Linked DNA regions of Hordeum vulgare: region 2 is linked to region 1. A link is a contact called in public Hi-C data. All regions are on one chromosome and are shown on one strand. Each heading gives the region's core, a stretch centred on a gene start, on an enhancer-like site or on the middle of the called end of the contact. The rest is flanking DNA. Distances are from core to core; before and after follow the strand shown. Region 1 holds the start of LOC123401248 (putative lipase ROG1). Region 2 holds the start of LOC123401815 (beta-D-xylosidase 3-like).

Region 1 (4,011 bases), core at 700-3,199:
GAACTAACAATGTGGCAATACAAAGTAATAACGTGGCACTACAAACTTACAACGTGGCAGAACAAAGTAACAATGTGGCACTAAAACGATGCAAACTAACACTACATTATGAATAATCTAGCCATGTGGGGTGAATAAAGTACGCATGTACTCTGGTTCATCCCCAAAGAGTGGATTCTCATCGAATCCGATCGAATCGGATCGAATCGGGTTGAATCTATTATCCACAGTCTAATCTAGCACAATAAGAACTACCCTAATAACCCTAAGTACGAATCAAAGATATATTTGAGAGCTTAGAGTGAGGATTGACGGTGTAGCGTATGCCGACTGTGAAGAAAAACTCGAGGGGGCAAGAGGGGTGTCGCCGTCGTCGGTGAAGAGGACATGACCATTCCGAGGGTCGCGGACGTGGACCTCTTCCTGCGCCAGCTCGAAGATGACGCCAGCGTCCTGGAGCTCCCCTTTCCTTGCATCAGACACAGTGGAGAAAACCCTTGTATGGGGGGGGCAAAAATACCCCCATAAGAGGGGTCGGCAAAGGACGACGCATACATGTATTGGATCCCCACAATGTTTGAACCAAAGGAGTAGACCACCGGCTCCGGTGTCGGAGCCGAAGTGACCGCCGTATGCGCTACATTGGCCCGGGGCGGCGGCATGGTGCGAAAGGGGAGGGAGCTCGGAGTGACGCCGCTAGATATAGTCCGATAGAGGAGAGGCTCGCACCCCACCTCTCTTGGATGAGATTGTTGTCGGCGATGACCGGAGTGTGTGGGGCATGGCAAGATGGCGGTGTTGCCATCAGAGAAACCAAACAGGCGGTAAGGTGCGAAAGAGGGAGTGGATGTGAACTGGCGAGGAATGTGTCGGGATGGGGTGTGGGGGGTTATCAGCCGTTGCGTCGTCTCCCGCGCTTCCCCAAGCGTGAAGGCGCTCGCCATGCGTGATTCGAGCAAGCCTGGCTCGCAAAAAACGACTGATTCGACCGTTCCTCCAGAGTCAAGCCCATACTTGCTTTGAGGTTCATGCGGGCCACAAATCGCATGCGAGCACAACCAAATGTGCCAAATTCTGCCCGAGCAGGCCTAGCCCGACCTAATGCAGCCTACCAAACGCGTCCTTAGTAGCTCATGACTCGGTCACTGAACTTGTGAGTTTTGTGTCCCCTTCGCAGTTGAGATTATCGGCTGGCCCTCCTGGATGCCAGCTTCTCCGGGACTATGATCTTCCCAAGTCGCGGTTGCCGGTATTTTCTAGTCTACATCGACAACAACTTGACCTTTGCTTTTACAATCTTTTGGGTTTCAACAAGGTTGTTTCAGTACCCGAATCCTAAAGTCTACACACCACGTACCACGAGTGAATGCAAAAGGAACACAACACTGATTTCTTCAAGGGCTTGCCTGCAATTTTATATTCTTGTAAGGAAGATTTTTTTTTGCCGGAATGCCTCGTTTTATTTAATACATTGCCTTGGGACATTTAAAAAAAAACAATACTATGTTTCTAGATCATGATAATTGTTTGTTCAATTTTGTTTATCTTATTTAGAACATTTTTTTTATCTTTTTTATTGGACGACTAAACAATTTGTTTATTTATACGGGTAACAGCTCATAAAACAAGTCCTTTAAAAAAATCAGAAGATAAGCCAAGCACCACATGTGTAGAAGTTGGCGATTCCAGCCGCAAAAAAAAAAAAAATGCTGATTCTCTTGATCTTCCTCCGCCGTCTGCCGGTGGTTGGACTTGCTTCCTTGGTTCTCCGCCGGTGTGTTCTGCCATTCGGATTGGGCCGCCACGCCTACCTCCCAACCGTGCTCTGCTCGTCCCAGACAGGTGGTCCCCGTCAGCAACGTCTTCCCCACCTGTCACCCTCCGCCTCCAATCACATGCCTTCTCCTTTCTCACCCGTTTCGTGTTGGCGTACACGCGGCGTCGCGATTCGCCCGCCCTATAAGACACTCTGCCCCTTTCCCCGAGCAGCCCCTCTGCCGCCTATCCGTTTCCTTCCCCCCACTTCCGGCCCCCTCCGCGCGCGCCGTGTGCGTGCGTTCGTGTTGGGCGGGCGGGTCAGTTAAATGGGCGACCTCGAAGACGGAGACTGCCGGGAGGCTGCGGCGGCGCCCGAGGAGGAGGCGGCAGCGCCGGAGCCGGAGCCGGCCGTAGGCGGGGCCGACCACCTGGTGATCATGGTCCACGGGATCGTTGGGAGGTACGGGCCTACTTGCTAAGCTTGCGGGCCTCCTGCGGCGACCCGGCATCGATCTTGTTCTCTGTGTTTGTCCAGTGATTTGGCCTCATTTTTCAGGAAAGAAAAGTAATTTGGCTTCCTAAATTGCTCGATTCTCCTAGCGACACGTACATACGTTTTTTCTCCCTTCTATATGGGACCCGTCGGTTGTCTCCAAAGCTTTGCGGATTTAGGATTGACGCGATAGTTCTCTTATAATGTTTTTACTTCTATTTTGGAATTCTGGTTGGTATAGTAGGAGATGAACATGGACGACCTCTACATTTCTATCTACTTTTTGATAATAAAATGGAATAATTTGATCACTTAGAATGTCATGGTAGCAGACTAAATTGAGATGGGTTATCGCTTCATACCATGTACTAGTTCACACGGATTCGGCTGGTTTGGCATTTCCAGCAGAGCAGGCAAAATTAGGCCCCCGTATCACTGAATTCAGAGTGCCTAACTAGCTGAATTTAACACCCAATGCATCCGCACATGTATATTGCAACTATGAATAATCGAGAGATTCCTACTTTGGCATTTGCCCATGGTATTGATATTTCTCTCGTTATTTGTACAGCACAGCGGATTGGAAATTTGGAGCTGAGCAATTCCATAAGTTGCTAGAAGGCAGAGTCATAGTTCATTGTAAGGTCTACTCATTCCCGCATGTTCATCGCCTATCTTATTGGTGTTAACTATTAAGTTTAGTGAGCTATTATTGCAATGAAATAAGAAAAAACTGTTGTGGCAGATAACAATAGATTTCCTCTCTCCCTCTACTTCCATTATTCCAATTGAAGTCGTACAGAGCCTATTTCTTCTACAGTATGGAAGCTCTTTCTGGGTTATGAACATTTCCTTGTGGATAGTCCAATGATATGTTAATTCTCTAGGTAGTAGCAGCAACATGCACAAGCTAACTTTAGATGGCATTGATGTGATGGGTGAACGGTTGGCACAAGAGGTTAGTTTTTCATTATGCATCTTGCATTTTTCATCTTCCTTTCTGCGCTTTATGTCTTCGTTCCCCCAATTTAATGACAAAAATTTAGCAAGCCAGGTTATTGAAGAAATCAACAAAAGACCACAGATAACAAAGATATCTTTTGTTGCGCATTCCGTTGGAGGATTGGTTGCAAGATATGCCATCGGTAGACTCTATAGACCACCTAGACAAGCACTTGCAAATTGTCCTCAGAGTTTGAGAGACAGCAACAGAGGCAACATACATGGGCTTGAGGCGGTCAACTTCATAACTGTTGCATCACCACATCTTGGTTCTAGAGGAAACAAGCAGGTAGTGGTTTCATTCTATCTTATGTTACTGTGTTCAGAACTGGAGAAAACATATAATATTTCCATCTTACGCCAATGTTTTTTTTAAACCAATATACAGGTTCCTTTCCTTTTTGGAGTTACTGCGATAGAAAAGTTTGCGTGCTGCATCATTCACTTAATATTTAGAAGAACTGGCAAGCACCTATTTCTTACTGATAATGATGATGGAAAGCCTCCATTGTTGCAATGTATGGTGGATGATTCTGGGGACCTGCGGTTCATGTATGCTTGTCTGCCAACTGCCTCTATGTGCTTGGATTGTGAATACTTGTATGTTTTCATGCTTACGGATTTTTCTATTGTAGATCTGCTTTGCAAGCATTTCAGCGGAGAGTTGCATATTCCAATGTTGGTTACGATCGTATCCTTACTTTAATCCTTAAATAAGGTTGTAAAATAAACACTTTCTTGAGGTTTTTCCATAACTG
Region 2 (4,011 bases), core at 770-3,269, 390 kb before region 1:
GTATCAGGTCTGTGATATGCGAGTTACCCTAATATTCAAACAAAAGTGACCGAGGTGTATCTCCCTTGTCACAAAAATCACCACGGTGTCATCAACTCTAGATGAGTTGGTAAAAAATAGTCTAGTTAAGTGTGGAAGAGATTGAACATTGCGTTAACTTTTGTGCAAACATAGAAGAGGAAACAAGTTAAATAACCTATTTGGTTTCGGGGATCGCACACAGGGGTGGGCCCACTTCAATTCATGGGTATTCAGTTGAATACCCATTATTTTGGCCAGAGAATACATATATACAAAGTCTATAGATTGTATATACATAGGAAAAATTTGAAGTTGACACGTACTAATGGGCTATGAAAGCATTTCATCCCAATACTGGGAGTAGCCCATGTCCTGCCTAATTCTCCCCTACCACTCCGCTACCTAGCCCAATGTGGCCCAGTCGTCCAGCTCGGAAATTGCTGCAGCGCTCAACCATCACGCGTCGTGCGAGAACACGAACGTGCGCGGAAGGCGGAACGAACCGGCGGCACCGGCGCCTCTCCAGTTTTGATCGCACGCAGCCACATGGCAGGGCATCTCAAGAAGAAGGCCGACGGGGGCATGCGGCACGGGCAGGCATGGTGGCGGCGCTGCGTAGCGTCCATTTCTCATCCTATCTATGCTCCGACTTGGCCTTCAAGATCTGATTGGTATGCTCATGTATCCTGATCAAGGAATCTCCCTTCTCTCATGCTGAATTATAGCTGAAATGAACTCATGTATTGCATGCGTTTCCTCCCGTTGTCCAGCTGCCGCAGGCCGCAGGAGCCCCGTCAAAACACACAATTTTATACTCCCTCCGTTTCTAAACATAAGTCTTTTAAGCGATTTTACTTGAAGTCTACATACAGAGCAAAATGGTTGAATCTATACTCTAAAATATGTCTATATACATCAGTATGTTGTCCACTAGTGAAATCTCTAAAAAGACTTATATTTAGAAACGGAGTGAGTACTTGTACACCATTAGGTAAGTTGAGGTGCTTTCCTATATTTTAGTATATCGAAATATGATACATTTTTATCATGAATTCATGATTTGTTCAGATGTGAATGTCGTTCAGTACCTACAGTATTATTTAGAAGTACTACACATTAATATAGTTTTTTAAAATGAAAGGGGTCTCCACCGCTCCACTTTATTAATGAAGCAATGAACAAACACACATTAATATAGTCTGTAAATTGTGATGCGAATTTACAGTGTGAGAATGATTATAAAATTGTAACAGTATGACAATGATCATTACTTAACAAAATGAGCACTCTTTTGCATATTACAGAACTACTCTCTCCATTTCTAAATATAAGTCTTTCAAAAGATTTCACTACTGACTAATACGGAATAAAACGAATGAATCTATATTCTAAAGTATGACTATATATATATCCATATGTAGTTCATAGTAAAATCTCTAAAAAAACTTATATCTAGAAACGGAGAAGGTAGTACGTTACCGTACTATAAAAAATTATACGTGCCAACAATATAGGCTTTAAGATGTTAAACAAATTGTTAGTCTTTAAAATTTTGAATACACACCCTATAAATCCTGGGCCCGCCCCTGATCGCACATGAAAAACGGATGGAGCGATGGTCAGATCATGCGGATCCGTCGCTAAATATCACATGTATGAAAAGTAGCAATCTCGTATAATGAAAGAATTCGCTGCAAGCAGATTCAGCTAAAAGTCGAGACCTTACAGGAGAGATGGGTTGTCCCTCCCTGGACGGAAGCATAACTTGCAGAACGTGGAAGGATGATCAGCCTCGTCGTTCCCGATGGCACGTTCAGCCATACCACCTTATCACGGAGTCACGGAGAGAAGATCGACGACACCACCATCAATTCCACCACCGTGCAATCCATGTGCCAGATCTCATCTTTAAATTCGCACAACAACAACCAGTTCTCCAGCTCTCAGTTTCTGGCGTTTCCCGTGTTTGGATCTGCAACCAGCTGCTCCCGCGGCTGTCCTTTTTTGGTCTGGTTCAAAGGACCCCTATGGCCCCGCCCTACTATATACACTGTTTCACTGTACGTGCGCACGCACTTGCCACGGCAGACCAAGAGCAACGAGAGGTTCCTCTCTCGTCGCAATGGCGTCTTCGCTTCGCCATTGCGCGCTCTTGGCCTCGCTCCTCTGTGCCGTTTCCGTCGCGGTCACTTCTGTCTCCGGCGGCGGCTCCGGGCTCGGCCCGATCACCACCAATGGCCGGAACTACACCAAGGTCTGCGACCCGGCCCGGTTCGCGGCCTTGGGTCTTGAAATGGCGGGTTTCCGGTACTGCGACGCGTCCCTGCCATACGCCGACCGGGTGCCGGACCTCGTCGGCCGGCTCACGCTGGAGGAGAAGGTGCGCAACCTCGGCGACCGCGCCGAGGGCGCGGCACGCGTCGGGCTGCCGCCGTACCTGTGGTGGGGGGAGGCCCTGCACGGCGTGTCGGACACCGGGCCCGGCGGCACCCGGTTCGGCGACGTGGTTCCCGGCGCCACCAGCTTCCCGCTCGTCATCAACAGCGCCGCGGCGTTCAACGAGACGCTGTGGGGAGCCATCGGCGGCGCCGTGTCCACCGAGATCAGGGCCATGTACAACCTGGGCCACGCCGAGCTCACGTACTGGAGCCCCAATATCAACGTCGTGCGCGACCCGCGGTGGGGCCGCGCCAGCGAGACGCCCGGCGAGGACCCCTTCGTCGTCGGCCGGTACGCCGTCAGCTTCGTCCGCGCAATGCAGGACATCGACGGCGCTGGTCCCGGTGCCGGTGCCGACCCTTTCGCCCGGCCCATCAAGGTCTCCAGCTGCTGCAAGCACTACGCCGCCTACGACGTGGACGCATGGCTCACCGCCGACCGCCTCACGTTCGACGCGCAGGTGGAGGAGCGCGACATGATCGAGACGTTCGAGCGGCCGTTCGAGATGTGCGTGAGGGACGGGGACGCGAGCTGCGTCATGTGCTCCTACAACCGTATCAACGGCGTCCCCGCCTGCGCCAACGCGCGGCTCCTGTCGGAGACCGTCCGCGGCGAGTGGCAGCTCCACGGGTACATCGTGTCCGACTGCGACTCGGTGCGCGTCATGGTCAGGGACGCCAAGTGGCTCGGGTACAACGGCGTGGAGGCCACCGCCGCGGCCATGAAGGCAGGGCTGGACCTCGACTGCGGTATGTTCTGGGAGGGCGCGCAGGACTTCTTCACCGCCTTCGGCCTCGACGCCGTGCGGCAGGGGAAGCTGCGGGAGTCCGAGGTCGACAACGCGCTGCGGAACCTCTACCTCACCCTGATGAGGCTCGGCTTCTTCGACGGCATTCCGGAGTTGGAGTCCCTCGGCGCCAACGACGTCTGCACGGAGGAGCACAAGGAGCTGGCCGCCGACGCGGCGAGGCAGGGCATGGTGCTCATCAAGAACGATCACGGCCGGCTGCCATTGGACACCAGCAAGGTTAATTCGTTGTCACTGGTTGGCCTTCTGCAACACATCAACGCCACGGATGTCATGCTGGGAGACTACAGAGGTACGTAAAGAAAAATCATCTGCACGTCAGCGACAGAGTGACTGCATTGTTGCCTGAAATTATTCGTCTGTCTCTACGCAGGCAAACCATGCAGAGTTGTGACGCCATACGATGCGATAAGGAAGGTTGTCAGCGCCACGTCGATGCAGGTGTGCGACCACGGCGCGTGCAGCACGGCCGCCAATGGGAAAACCGTGGACGCGACCATCGTCATCGCCGGCCTCAACATGAGCGTGGAGAAGGAGGGGAACGACAGGGAGGATCTCCTCCTGCCGTGGAATCAGACTAACTGGATCAACGCAGTCGCCGAAGCCTCGCCGTACCCAATCATCCTGGTGATCATTTCCGCCGGCGGCGTCGACGTCTCCTTCGCGCAGAACAACCCCAAGATCGGGGCCATCGTCTGGGCCGGGTACCCCGGCGAGGAAGGAGGCACGGCCATCGCCGACGT

What was found. A called contact is a pair of places that touch in the nucleus more often than the background predicts.
Region 2: a Hi-C map of seedling shows a contact between it and region 1, with 5 times the contacts expected there. The contact joins the promoter of LOC123401815 here to the promoter of LOC123401248 in region 1. A contact is called at or near these places in 3 of 6 Hi-C or Micro-C datasets (leaf and seedling) and 1 of 1 datasets of contacts at active chromatin or transcription factors (embryo).

The regions. Positions count from the first base shown.
Region 1 is chr6H:410,104,699-410,108,709 of MorexV3_pseudomolecules_assembly, reverse strand. LOC123401248 (putative lipase ROG1) reads left to right here and starts at 1,949. Exons shown (of 10, transcript XM_045094996.1): 1 at 1,949-2,218; 2 at 2,823-2,890; 3 at 3,139-3,209; 4 at 3,306-3,542; 5 at 3,642-3,805; 6 at 3,889-3,944. The coding sequence starts at 2,085.
Region 2 is chr6H:410,491,716-410,495,726 of MorexV3_pseudomolecules_assembly, reverse strand. LOC123401815 (beta-D-xylosidase 3-like) reads left to right here and starts at 2,019. Exons shown (of 3, transcript XM_045095664.1): 1 at 2,019-3,560; 2 at 3,642-4,011. The coding sequence starts at 2,144.